Regions from separate parts of the Mus musculus genome. Here region 1 is linked to region 2. A link is a contact called in public HiChIP or PLAC-seq data. All regions are on one chromosome and are shown on one strand. Each heading gives the region's core, a stretch centred on a gene start, on an enhancer-like site or on the middle of the called end of the contact. The rest is flanking DNA. Distances are from core to core; before and after follow the strand shown. Region 1 holds the start of Efcab12 (EF-hand calcium binding domain 12). Region 2 overlaps Tmem40 (transmembrane protein 40).

Region 1 (5,492 bases), core at 1,489-3,988, 110 kb before region 2:
CAGACAATGAGCAGATGGGCCTTATAATGTATATGTGATGAAAATACATACACAGTACCTGGGATGCTGATGCAAGAGGACCTCTGAATTCAAGGCAGCCTGGCTTATGAGAGTGTGAAGGCAGCTTTGGTTACACAGCAAAACCCTGTACAAAAAATACAAACCAAGTTTGTTGGACTAAATAAGCTATGTCTGCAGAAGTGTCTGTCTGTCTTGTTTAATGGAATTCTTTTTTTTAAAGATTTATTTGTTTTATGTATATGAGTACACTGTAACTGTACAGATGGTTATGAGCCATAATGTGATTGTTGGGAATTGAACTCAGGACCTCTGCTTGCTTCTGGCCCTGCTCTGGCCCCGCTCGAGTATATGGAATTCTTAAGATCCTAATATACTTATGAAACCTATCACTTTGTATTAGGTAGTTAATAAAATATTTTTATTAAAAAGTAAGGTCCCTTTGGCATTGTGTTCTTGACCACTTGCATTGGCTCTGAGGAATTTTAGATTTGCCCTTAATATCCCTGTGCGAGTGTGGCTTATGGCTCCATTGCAACTCACCCTTTAACCCTGATCCTTTGTGAAACCTTCTCTCTCCCAATGTTTGGTGCCATTTCCATGGCAGGTGGTATACCATCATGGTTCTAGTTCCGACGATCAATTGTCATTCTAAGGTTTGGTTTGAAAATTAAATCGAATGAAGGCAAAGTAAACCAGCTGTCAGGAAGCTATTTGTCGTAGGATAGCGAGTGGGTATAGGCAGATGTGCTCTGTTGCAGGCTAATTGATTTTTCCTCTGGTGAACAGGTGGCAGCTGTGAGAGGGATGCTGGAGGTGGAGAGATCATTGGTCACAGAGTAGTCAGGTTCAGTTCCTAGCATGTCTATGGAGGGGATCTGTTGCCCTCCTCTGGGCACACAGGTCGTGTGTATACATGCATGTGAAATAAGTTCACATAAGTGTAAAGAGATGTGATGTGGCAGGAAAGCTGGCCATACCTCCCACTTCACAATAACCCTTAATATTTTCACAAACATCACAGGAACACACATAAGTGCAGAGCTCTGTGCTGGGGAGGGAAAAGGATGAGAAGGCTCTGTAGAGACCTCCCAGGAAGAGAACAGTGCTAACAGTATGGCAGAGAAGACAAAGTGAGGATGGAGATCCAGACACAAGCAGGTCAGAGTCCAGAGAAATCTTTGGATGCCTGGGCCATGGCCAAGGTTAGGTGGCAAAGCAAATTTCCCAAATGTCAGCTATGAGATGAGATAAGGCTGCAGGGCAGGGCCACTTAACCCCCCTCTCCCTGGTCGCCTTGAAGGGGAGCTCTGTCTGGCCAATTGCTGGGGTTCCAGGGCGACTCTTTCTTTTCAGGAGATAAGGTTGCCTGACCTCCGTGCCTTCCCTCGCATCTCAGTGAAACCATGGTGCCTTGTCATGGTTTTGTAAGTGTTCAGAGGCTGTGGCTCAGAAGGGCCAGTAGAAGCGAGTGCCTCGGGTTGTGGGGAGTCAGGAGGATGCTAAATCTAGTGAAGATGGTCCCCAGCACAGAGAACTTGTTCAAATGTTGATCTTTATTTTGTGACCTACAGTTTAAAATGTTAGAATCAGGTGGGTAGTTCAGCAGTTGAGTTTTCCTGGCATGCCCAAGGCTTAGAGCTCAGTGCCCAGCAGTACAAAACTTTTTCTTTTTTTCTTTTTTTTTTTTTTTTTTGGAGACAGGATTTTTCTATGTAGACCAGACTGGCCACCAATTCACAGAGCTCCTCCTGTGTACTACCATACCTGGCCAGACCACATTTTTGTAAGTGTTTAATTAAATGGTTTTGTTTTGTGTTTAACACATTTACAGCCACTAACACTAGCTAACTCAAAGACATTTCTGAGCCTGGCGTGGTGGCACATGCCTTTAATCCCAGCACTTGGGAGGCAGAGGCAGATGGATTTCTGAGTTCGAGTCCAGCCTGGTCTACAAAGTGAGTTCCAGGACAGCCAGGGCTATACAGAGAAACCCTGTCTCGAAGAAACAGGTGTAAGGCCTGAGCCTGAGTCTGGATTCTTCCGTTTACTAGACTCCTCCATGTAGTGTGGGTCATGTATCTTTCCATGCACACCCCATAGTTCACCTATTAGTGGAGATTTCAAAGGTTTATTATTAGGACTGGTTCTAACCTGTTTCTGGCTTTGATTAAAGATAGGCTCTCATTGAGTGGCTCTGGCTGGCCTGGGACTTATGTAACACAAGCTGGCCTCAAACTTAACGTCTATCTTCCCGCGCTGGGATACAAGTGGTTGCCACCAAAACTGTTGATTCCAGACCATAACACCCAGTCATAGCACCAAATACCTGTCTTTTATTTGACCTTGACTGACTAGGATTCTCAGAACCCAGGGTAGAGTTATGATACTTTTTTTAAATGAGAAAAGTGAAGCCTGAAGATAAGATCTGTGAAGGACCTGCAGCTTACAAGAAAATAGGACATTTTTTTTTTTCTTCAGAATAGGGGGCCATGGGAAGACTGGGACATATGTATGATTTCCCAAAGGAGGCACCAGCCAGAGCTAAGCAAATCGCCGAAGCTCCTGACTTCCGGGTTTGGGAGGTGGAAGGGAAGAAAGGTTCTCCCGCCTCCTTCTTGCAAGTGGAAGCGCTCAGCCAATCGGTGTAGGGCATCTATAGTCATGACAACAGAGGCTTACTCTCAGCAGGTTGAGCAGCCTTTTGCAAAACCTGAAGCTTATTTCCACCAAACGGCTAAACTGGGGGCGTACTTCATAACGCCATCTACAGGAATCCTCCGGCTCCGGGCGGCAGAGCTGTTGGAGAGCTCCAGGATAGGCTAGAAGCCTCATTGTGCCGTCTCCATTGTGGGATAGGGAGTTCCAGAAGGTCACAAACGGCCTGGATTCCTATGCCCGGACCGGACCTAGCTAGAGAACCCGGCTGAGTCACGTGACTTGGAATCAAAGCCAGGCTCTTGCGCCTGGGAACCTGCATTTTTCTCAGTTGGGCAACAATGCGTTCTATATTGAAAAAGAGACCTGGAGAGGAGACAGTCAGCTGTCTGCCCCCAAACAAGTGCTTGGCAAAGGTTTGCAATTTGAGAGGTGGAGGGTACAAACAAACAAGAAGAGTTGGATGCCAGAAGACCCATGCTCTCCGAAAACCTCCTCCCCACCCATCTAATGCTTCGCAGTGGGATGCTGGTCTCTCTAGCCACCTTTCCAAAGCACACAGTCAGAATGTGGCAGAAACCCTGGCCAAACATAGTGGGAAGCAAAAGAAATCATCCAGGTTATGGGAGGCCCAGAAAGCCGAGGAGAGAAAAAGTCGTGTGACTTTCGGCTTGACGATCACAGACGCTGGTAAGTGACAGTGCTCTTCATGGAGATGGAAAGTGTCTGCAGGACCTGGTTAGATGAGACTGGAACCAGGGGACACGTTTAATCTTAGTCGTGGACACCTAAGACCCTGTAAACTATAGAAGTGAGATGTTTTCAGAACAACTAAGATGGCATGGTTGTGCTGGGATGGGGGTGCTCAGCACGGAGGTGAGTGGGAGAAGCTGCCTGGTGTAGAGTGTTGACACTTAGAGGAGTGACCAGGACAACAGGATGAGCCCAGGATGACGGCCAGAAAGGAAGGCAGCAGCTGAGGTGTGAGTCAGGGAAGGAGAACAAGTGTGTTTTCTGAGGCGAAGTGAGGGCTCTAAGGCAGGTGCTCCTGGGAGACACACAAGGGTCAGTAAATGGGGTCTTATCCAGCATTCGAGGCCCACAGTGACGTTCTGGGAATGTACAAACAGAAGCAAAGTCAGCCAGTGACATCAGAAAGTGTACCTGTGCATGCAGGAGTGGAAATTCAGCGCTTTCTCTTCCAACTCCACCATCTCTTCTAATGACAGGATGGTAGCCTCAGCCTGTCACTGCTTGGTCATAGTCCTGAAGAGCACTAGAAAGAAGTGGTGTGAAAAGTGAGTGGGTGGTAAGCAGGCCACCTGTCTGCAAGAGGGTGGCTGGGATAACACCTGATAGGCTAATCACTGTTCTTTGCCGAGAAGAGAGACAAGGCTTCAAGGCAACTCTTATGAAAGAAAACATTTAATTGGGGGTCTTGCTTATAGTTCCAGAGGCTTAGTTCATTATCATCATGGCAGGGAGTATGGTAGCAGACAGGTATGGAAAAGTAGCTGAGATCCATACCCTGATACACAAGCTGAGAGAGAGAACACCTGATGGGGGCTTTTAAAACCTCAAAGCCACTAGGCACTGGTTGTTAGCCTTTAATCCCAGCACTCAAAAGACAGAAGCAAGAAGATCTCTGAGTTCAAGGCCAGCCTAGTCTACAGAGGTAGTTCTAGGACAGCTAGGGCCATACAAAGAAACCCTATCTCAAGAAAAACAAGACTCAACGCCCACCCCTTGTGACACATTTCCTACAACTAGCTCTCCCCTCCTCTTCCTCTTCCTCTTCCTCTTCCTCTCCCTCCCCCTCCTCCTCTTCTCCACCTTCTCATCTTTTCAAACAGTTCTATTTCCTGGTGACTAAAAGTATTCAAACAAATGAGCTTAAGGGAGCCATTCTTATTCAAATTATCACACCCTTACTATGAAACTCAGGATGGGTAAGGCTGGAAGAGAAACCTCAAGGAATACCATGCCCTTTAGAGCACACAGCAACTAGGTGAATGGAACCCAGGGGTCAGGGAAGGAGAAAGGAAATGTGACTGAGCAGAAGAAGCAATGTAGAAAAGAGGACAAGGTGGGTGTGACATCCTGGGAGAGAACAGGGGCCAAGAGCTTTAGGCCACAGCAGTAATGGGTTAACTCCTTGAGCACCAAAAAGCCAGCTGTCTTAGGGTTTTACTGCTGAGAACAAACACTATGGCCAAGGCATCTCTTATAAGGGCAACATTTAATTGGGGCTGGCTTACAGGTTCAGAGGTTCAGTCCATTATCATCAAGGCAGGAGGAGCTGAGAGTTCTACATCTTCATCTGAAGGCCACAAGGAGAAGACTGGCTCCCACATGATTAGGAGGAAGGTCTTAAAGCCCACACACACAAGTGACACACTTCCTCCAACAAGGCCACATCTCTTTTTTTTTTTTTTTAAAGATTTATTTATTATGTAAGTACACCGTAGCTGTCTTCAGACACTCCAGAAGAGGGTGACCCCTCTCCTCTTCTGGATCTCGTTATGGATGGTTGTGAGCCACCATGTGGTTGCTAGGATTTGAACTCAGGACCTTCGGAAGAGCAGTCAGTGCTCTTAACCACTGAGCCATCTCTCCAGCCCAAGGCCACATCTCTTAAGTAATGTCACTCCCTGGAAAAAATCTACTCAAACCACCATTCCACTCCCTGGCTGCCATAGGCTTGTTCAAATATATGAGTCTATGGAGGCCACACCTAAACATAGCATAGTGAAAAATGCATTTAGTTCAACTTCCAAAGTCTCCATAGTCTATAGGAGTCTCAACAATGTTAAAAG
Region 2 (5,810 bases), core at 1,030-3,529:
CCAATCATGTGTGTGCTCACTGATTCTCCTTCCGTGCAGGTGCTGCTGGGGAAATGGTGCCTACTGGGGAGTCAGGTGAGTATCCAGGAAGGGAAGGGAGTCAACGATTCTGGAGTTCAGTGGGGTCTGGGCATTGTCTTGTTGGAGCACTTTCAGTGGGCATTGTCCTGGTGGAGCACCCTCAGTGGGCATTGTCCTGGTGGAGCACTCTCAGTGGGCATTGGAGCATTGTCAGTCCTGGTGGAGCACTGTCAGTCCTGGAGGAGCACTGTCAGTGGGCATTGTCCTGTTGGAGCATTGTCAGTAGGCATTGTCCTGGTGGAGCACTGTCAGTAGGCATAGACCTGGTAGAGCACTGTCAGTGGGCATAGTCCTGGTGGAGCACTCTCAGGGTCACAGCCATGAGATATGGCAACTCCGGGCCTACTTAGGGACCTGACTGCACGAACAGACAGGGGAGAGGTGGTGGGACATGGAAATGGCGGTCCAGGCAAGAGGAAGCAGGTATCAACCAGCGAGGAAAGGTCCCTTGGGTTCCATGGCTGGAACATTATCTAGAGAAGTTCTCAACCTGTGGGTCTCAACGCCTTTGGGGGTCACATATCAGTTATCCTGTACACCAGATATTTACATTATGGTTTATGGCAATAGCAAAATTATAGTTATGAAATAGCAATGAAATAATTTTATGGTTGTGGAGGTTGTCACCACAACATGAGGAATTATTTTAAAGGGTCGCAACATTAGGACGGTTGAAAACCACTGTCTTCAGTCACCTCTGGCCTCTCCCCAGAGTGGCAGCACCTGGCAAGGTGCCTTGGCTGACATGGAGCTAACACTGAGTTTCTCATTTCTAGGACTCCGAAGGAGAGGTTCCGGCTCAGCGGAGGGTAAATATACAAGCTCCCGGGACAGCTGGAAGCTGTGCCAGGGGCCAGAGGGGACCACCAATGACCTGAGGCCAGTTCTGGCAGGGATGTCAATACATGCGTGATTCCGAAAGAAGTCTCCATCATGGGAGAGATGGAAGGAAGAAGAGGGCTAGGCCTATGGAGGGATGAGAAAGTCAGGGAGGGGTCCTGCTGTGAGCACCCCCTGACCCACAGACAAACACCCAGTGATGGAGTCTTTAAGTGGGGAGTGGTAACCTCCAAAACACATCTTTCTGTCTTTCATTGTTAAGGAGAAGTGGAGGCCTCTCAGTTAAGAAGACTGAACATAAAGAAGGATGGTAAGTTGGTGTCCAAGAGCTGTCCTCACCTGGCTGGTCCCGATTTCTGTGGATCCAAGATGGCTGGTGGCTGGAATGATAGTAACCCTAGCCACCTCTGTCAGGGGTCCCACAGTCAGCAGAGTCCTCAGCAATCTTGGTTGAGGGGACAAGCAGTGATGTCTATCTTTCCATGTAGGAACCGAAGGCCAGGGTTGGGGGCCTTAGAGCTACTGAAGGGCACAGCCTGGGTTTGGCATAGCCTAGGACTGGTGCCCAACCTACGCTCCTTTGGTTGTATGTGAGAGCACAGTGAGATCAATGCTTCACGAGCCGTGTGGTGGGGCACAGTTAGGGTGTGGGGGTTAGGAAGTTCCCCTGGAGAAGTGATGAGAGCTTCTTGGGCTTCCTCTGCTCCAAGCCTGGACTCCACGAGGACTTCAGGAAAGAGCTTGCGGATAGGAAAGAGAGACCTTGGGGTGTTCGTTTATGTAGATTTTTGAGACACAGCTTCTCTGCGTAGCCCTGGCTCTCAGGGAACTAGCTCTGTAGACCAGGATGCCCTCACGCTTAGGTCCTTTTCCCTCAGCATCCCCAGGACTAGAACTGCAGGAGTGCATGCTGGACTTCCCCTAAACTCTCTTTTGTATTCCCCTGAGTGAGAAAGAAGGGGGACCTTGCTGTCTATCCTGCTGACATCCCTTTTAAGAAGCATCGGAGATCCAGCCTCTCGTGCCTGTTAGCCTCAGAACGTCACACTTGGCATCTTTACGTGGTTTAATGCTCACTCAGGAAATTAATTCCTGAGCACCCCCGTGGGGCTGCGCTGGCGGCTCAGTCTGACGGAGAATCTCCTCTGAGACTTAGAGCCAGGGAGGCGGGAACCCATAAGCACAGATATAAACTCCAAGCTGAGTGGCTGTACACGTTCCAACAATAAAGAGGAGAGATGGATGGGCTGGAGAGGGGGCTCCTGGGTGCTAGTAACATGGGCTGGTCAGGAGCGAGAGCACTGTAGTGTATAAAACAGGAAGGGGCTGGGCCGGTGCTTTAGCCAATCAGTGTGCTTCCCCTTCCTTTCTCAGAGGACTGGAGTTTGGAGCACAGCACCTACATCAGATCCCCCACAAATGCCTGTAACTCCAGCTCCAAGGCATCTAACACCCCCTTCAGGCTTCTGTGGGTACTTACTTGATGCACACGTGCAAGCATATGTTCATGTGCACGCGCTCACGTGTGTGTGCGCGCGCACACACACACACACACACCGCAAAATAAAACTTAGAGTAGTCGGGCATGGTGATGCACATCTTTGACTCTTACACGCGTTCTCGCGACCGGCCAGGAAGAACGCAACAAACCGGAATCTTCTGCGGCAAAGCTTTATTGCTTACATCTTCAGGAGCCAGAGAGCAAGAGAGCAAGAGCAAGAGCTCTATTGCTTACATCTTTAGGAGCCAGAACGCAAGAGCGCAAGAGTGCAAGAGCGGGCTGGTGAGATGGCTCAGTGGGTAAGAGCACCCGACTGCTCTTCCAAAGGTCTGAAGTTCAAATCCCAGCAACCACATGGTGGCTCACAACCATCTGTAACAAGATCTGACGCCCTCTTCTGGAGTGTCTGAAGACAGCTACAGTGTACTTACATATAATAAATAAATAAATCTTTAAAAAAAAAAGAGTGCAAGAGCAAGAGAGCAAGCAAGCGAGAGAATAGCAAAACCCCGTCCCTTTTAAGGAGAATTATCCTCCGCCTAGGATGTGTCACTCCCTGATTGGCTGCAGCCCATCGGCCGAGTTGTCGTCACGGGGAAGGCAGAGCACATGGAGTGGAGAACTACCCTTGGCACATGCGCAGATTATTTGTTTACCACTTAGAACACAGGATGTCAGCGCCATCTTGTAACGGCGAATGTGAGGGCGGCTCCCAACATTTGACCCCAGCACTATGCTGGGAGAGACAGTTGGATCATCAGCTACCATTATACAGTGAAACCCTGTCTCATAAACAAACAAACAAACAAACAAATAGCTGGGTATGGTGGCACATGCTTTTAATCCTAGTACTCTGGAGCCAGAGGCAGGTGGATATCTGTGAAATCAAAGCCGGCTTGGTCTACACAGGGAGTTTCAAGTCACCCAAGGCAACACAGTAACACACACACACGCACATGCACACGCATACACACACACACACAGGAGAAACCTGGCATGCCAGGCATGGTACTGTGGCACTCACCTGTAACTCTAGTTGCTCTGACGGTTGAGGCAGAAGAATCCTAATTTGAAGGTCACCTTGGGCTGCGTAGAGACCCTGCCTTGAAAAACATCAAAAATTAAAAACGAGAGGGTTGTTGTGATGGCCTGAGTTGAGAGAGAGAGAGAGAGAGAGAGAGAACCATCCACCATCTTTTCTTGCAGATGAGTTTTTCCATTTTGTCCTTCTCTGCTTTGCCATCGGAGCCTTGCTGGTGTGTTACCACTACTATGCAGGTGAGGCCTGCGGGGGACCTGGGGAGGGGCTGTGTGGGCGGACAGGAGTCAACCTCCACTCCTACAATGAATAGCTAATTGTTGTCTCCTGGCTGCCTTGCAGACTGGTTCATGTCCCTCGGGGTCGGCCTGCTCACCTTTGCTTCTCTCGAGACCATTGGCATCTATTTCGGGCTCGGTAAGTGATCCTTCAAAAAACTACATAGCCCCGCAGGCTCCTGGAGGGGTGGCAGCTGGGCTGGCTGGCCATCACCCTCTAGATTGGCTAAGAGCCACAATCTAAACTTTTTTTTTTTAAAGTAAATTCCTCATGTTTGTATTTTCTTCCTGACCGCATTGTGAAGTCAAAGGGAGGTCATTGGCAAAACCTTGTGGAAAAAAGGGGTTAGTTCCACAAAAAACGGTTTGAAGTGGCAAACACACATAGCTCCTCAGATACTGAAAACAAGCAAGTAGAGCCAGAAATCGAGGTCGCGGGGTTTCCTGCCCCTGTTATTACAGCCTGTGATTCGTTTTCCGTGTAATAGCTGCAGCACTGTTATTGACGTTAGTCTGAAATTGCATGTTAAGGCTCTGTTTGCGTGGGGTGTGCTTTGGCTCTGGGGCAGCGGGGGAGTGAGCCTGACCCTGGGGCCCCTTAAGGGGCCACCGTCCTTACCAACATTTCCCCCTTGTTCTCTGAGCAGTGTACCGGATCCACAGCGTGCTTCAGGGCTTCATCCCCCTCCTTCAGAAGTTCCGGCTGCCAGGTAATGGTGCCGCACGTTTCCCCATCCAAAACCCTCTCCCGATTGGGGCTTTCTCCTTGGAAAAAGATCTGTCGTCTATGGAAAGTCCCTGAGTCAGGAGGCTCGGGTTCAAGTTCTGCCTGTGTCCTGTGACCCCCCCAGATAGCCCTTTTCTGTGCTGAGAATGGAATCCGAGACCTGCAGCACGCTAGGCAAGCCACAACCCAGCCGTCTGTAGCCTCAGGCTTCTCGGCTGGAAAGCTGGTGCATTTCTTACTGCACAGACTGTCCCTAAGTGAGGAAGCATGCAGAGGGGTGTCAGCATTGAAGAAAAGCCAGGAAGTCTGTACTCCTCAAATGCTACCTCCTCCCTGACTGTATTAAGTAACTTTGTAGTTTCCTTTGAGATAGCCTGGGCTAAAGAAGAGTCTCTATGAGTGTGTGTGTGTGTGTGTTGCTAGGATGGAACCCAAGGCTTCACACAGGCTAAGAAATTGCTCTACTGCAGAGCCATACCCCCACACATTGTCTTTGACCAGCAGCCCAGCGGCTTTGGACTTGATTGTATTGTGCCTCAGAGCCTAGAAGCCAGGGATGGTGTGTTTCTGTGCTGGAGATGGGAGTGGCAATATCTCCACAACTGTGAACCATGGGGGACCCACAGTGCCTTCAGAAAGAGTCCTTTGAGGCCATCCCTGTGATGTGTGGGCATTTGAGGTGGTGGTTGGAGCAAGACAGAGTCCTATGTCATTCGTCTGGCTTTGCCTTTCAGGGTTCAGGAGAACTAACTGAGATCACTGCCTGACAGCAGCTGAGCCAGTCCCCAATGTGACCACTGTAACCACTGCCATGCCTGAGCCCAGAAGACAGAACGACGCGCTGGAAGACACCAGAAGGCCACACAATAAAGAGCTCTTTCCTTCCACGTGATCTGAGTGTCGGCACCAGTGGGCAGGCTCTTGCTCTGCAGATTAACACGCAGTCTCCGTGGGGAAGAGAAGAGGGGATAGCGTCGGGTCAGCACGGAGGAGCTGGGATGCCATTGCTCATAGGTCAACATGAATCCTGGGTTCTGCAGGCTGGCATCTGCGGGCCTGGGTCTCTCTGGTGTCCTCAGGCCATGCCCAGGAGCTCACAGTTCCTGCAGAGCCTTCTTGGGACAGCCATTCTGAGGCAGGGAGCTACCAGGCTGGGTTCCCAGGGGAACTTGTTGCAGGTAAGACGCTGGGGACCAAAGCTGCGGACCCATCATAGCTGACCAACCCTGTTGCCCTTGGACTCCTAAAATCCAAATAAATTTTCTGTTCCTTGTGCTTAAAAAAAAAAGTCGACTAAATATTCCTTTAGATTTCTTCCCCACCCCACCCCTCCTCTTTTTTTTT

What was found. HiChIP or PLAC-seq counts read pairs in DNA pulled down with a chosen protein or histone mark.
Region 1: a contact with region 2 is called in an H3K27ac HiChIP or PLAC-seq map of embryonic stem cells, with 11 read pairs. The contact joins the promoter of Efcab12 here to the enhancer-like site in region 2. A contact is called at or near these places in 2 of 15 datasets of contacts at CTCF or cohesin (the G1E-ER4 cell line and pro-B cells), 3 of 484 Hi-C or Micro-C datasets (CD8 T cells, the G1E-ER4 cell line and the HL-1 cell line), 2 of 115 datasets of contacts at active chromatin or transcription factors (both in embryonic stem cells) and 3 of 9 other capture datasets (adipose tissue, liver and pancreatic islet).

What each region holds. Positions count from the first base shown.
Region 1 is chr6:115,835,658-115,841,149 of GRCm38.p6, reverse strand. Efcab12 (EF-hand calcium binding domain 12) reads left to right here and starts at 2,738. Exons shown (of 9, transcript NM_001110506.1): 1 at 2,738-3,366. The coding sequence starts at 3,018. It overlaps Mbd4 (methyl-CpG binding domain protein 4), which reads left to right. Exons shown (of 8, transcript NM_010774.2): 8 at 1-453.
Region 2 is chr6:115,729,075-115,734,884 of GRCm38.p6, reverse strand. Tmem40 (transmembrane protein 40) reads left to right here. Exons shown (of 12, transcript NM_144805.2): 6 at 40-75; 7 at 858-890; 8 at 1,184-1,231; 9 at 3,629-3,700; 10 at 3,804-3,878; 11 at 4,387-4,449; 12 at 5,201-5,754. The coding sequence ends at 5,220. Among named protein-coding and RNA genes, the nearest start is that of Gm24008, 8.1 kb to the right of the region's middle. Within about 2 kb of position 2,279, at least 12 of the 459 cell types and tissues checked have an H3K27ac peak or open chromatin away from gene starts, as enhancers often do. A contact at or near this core is called in embryonic stem cells, where this site is marked.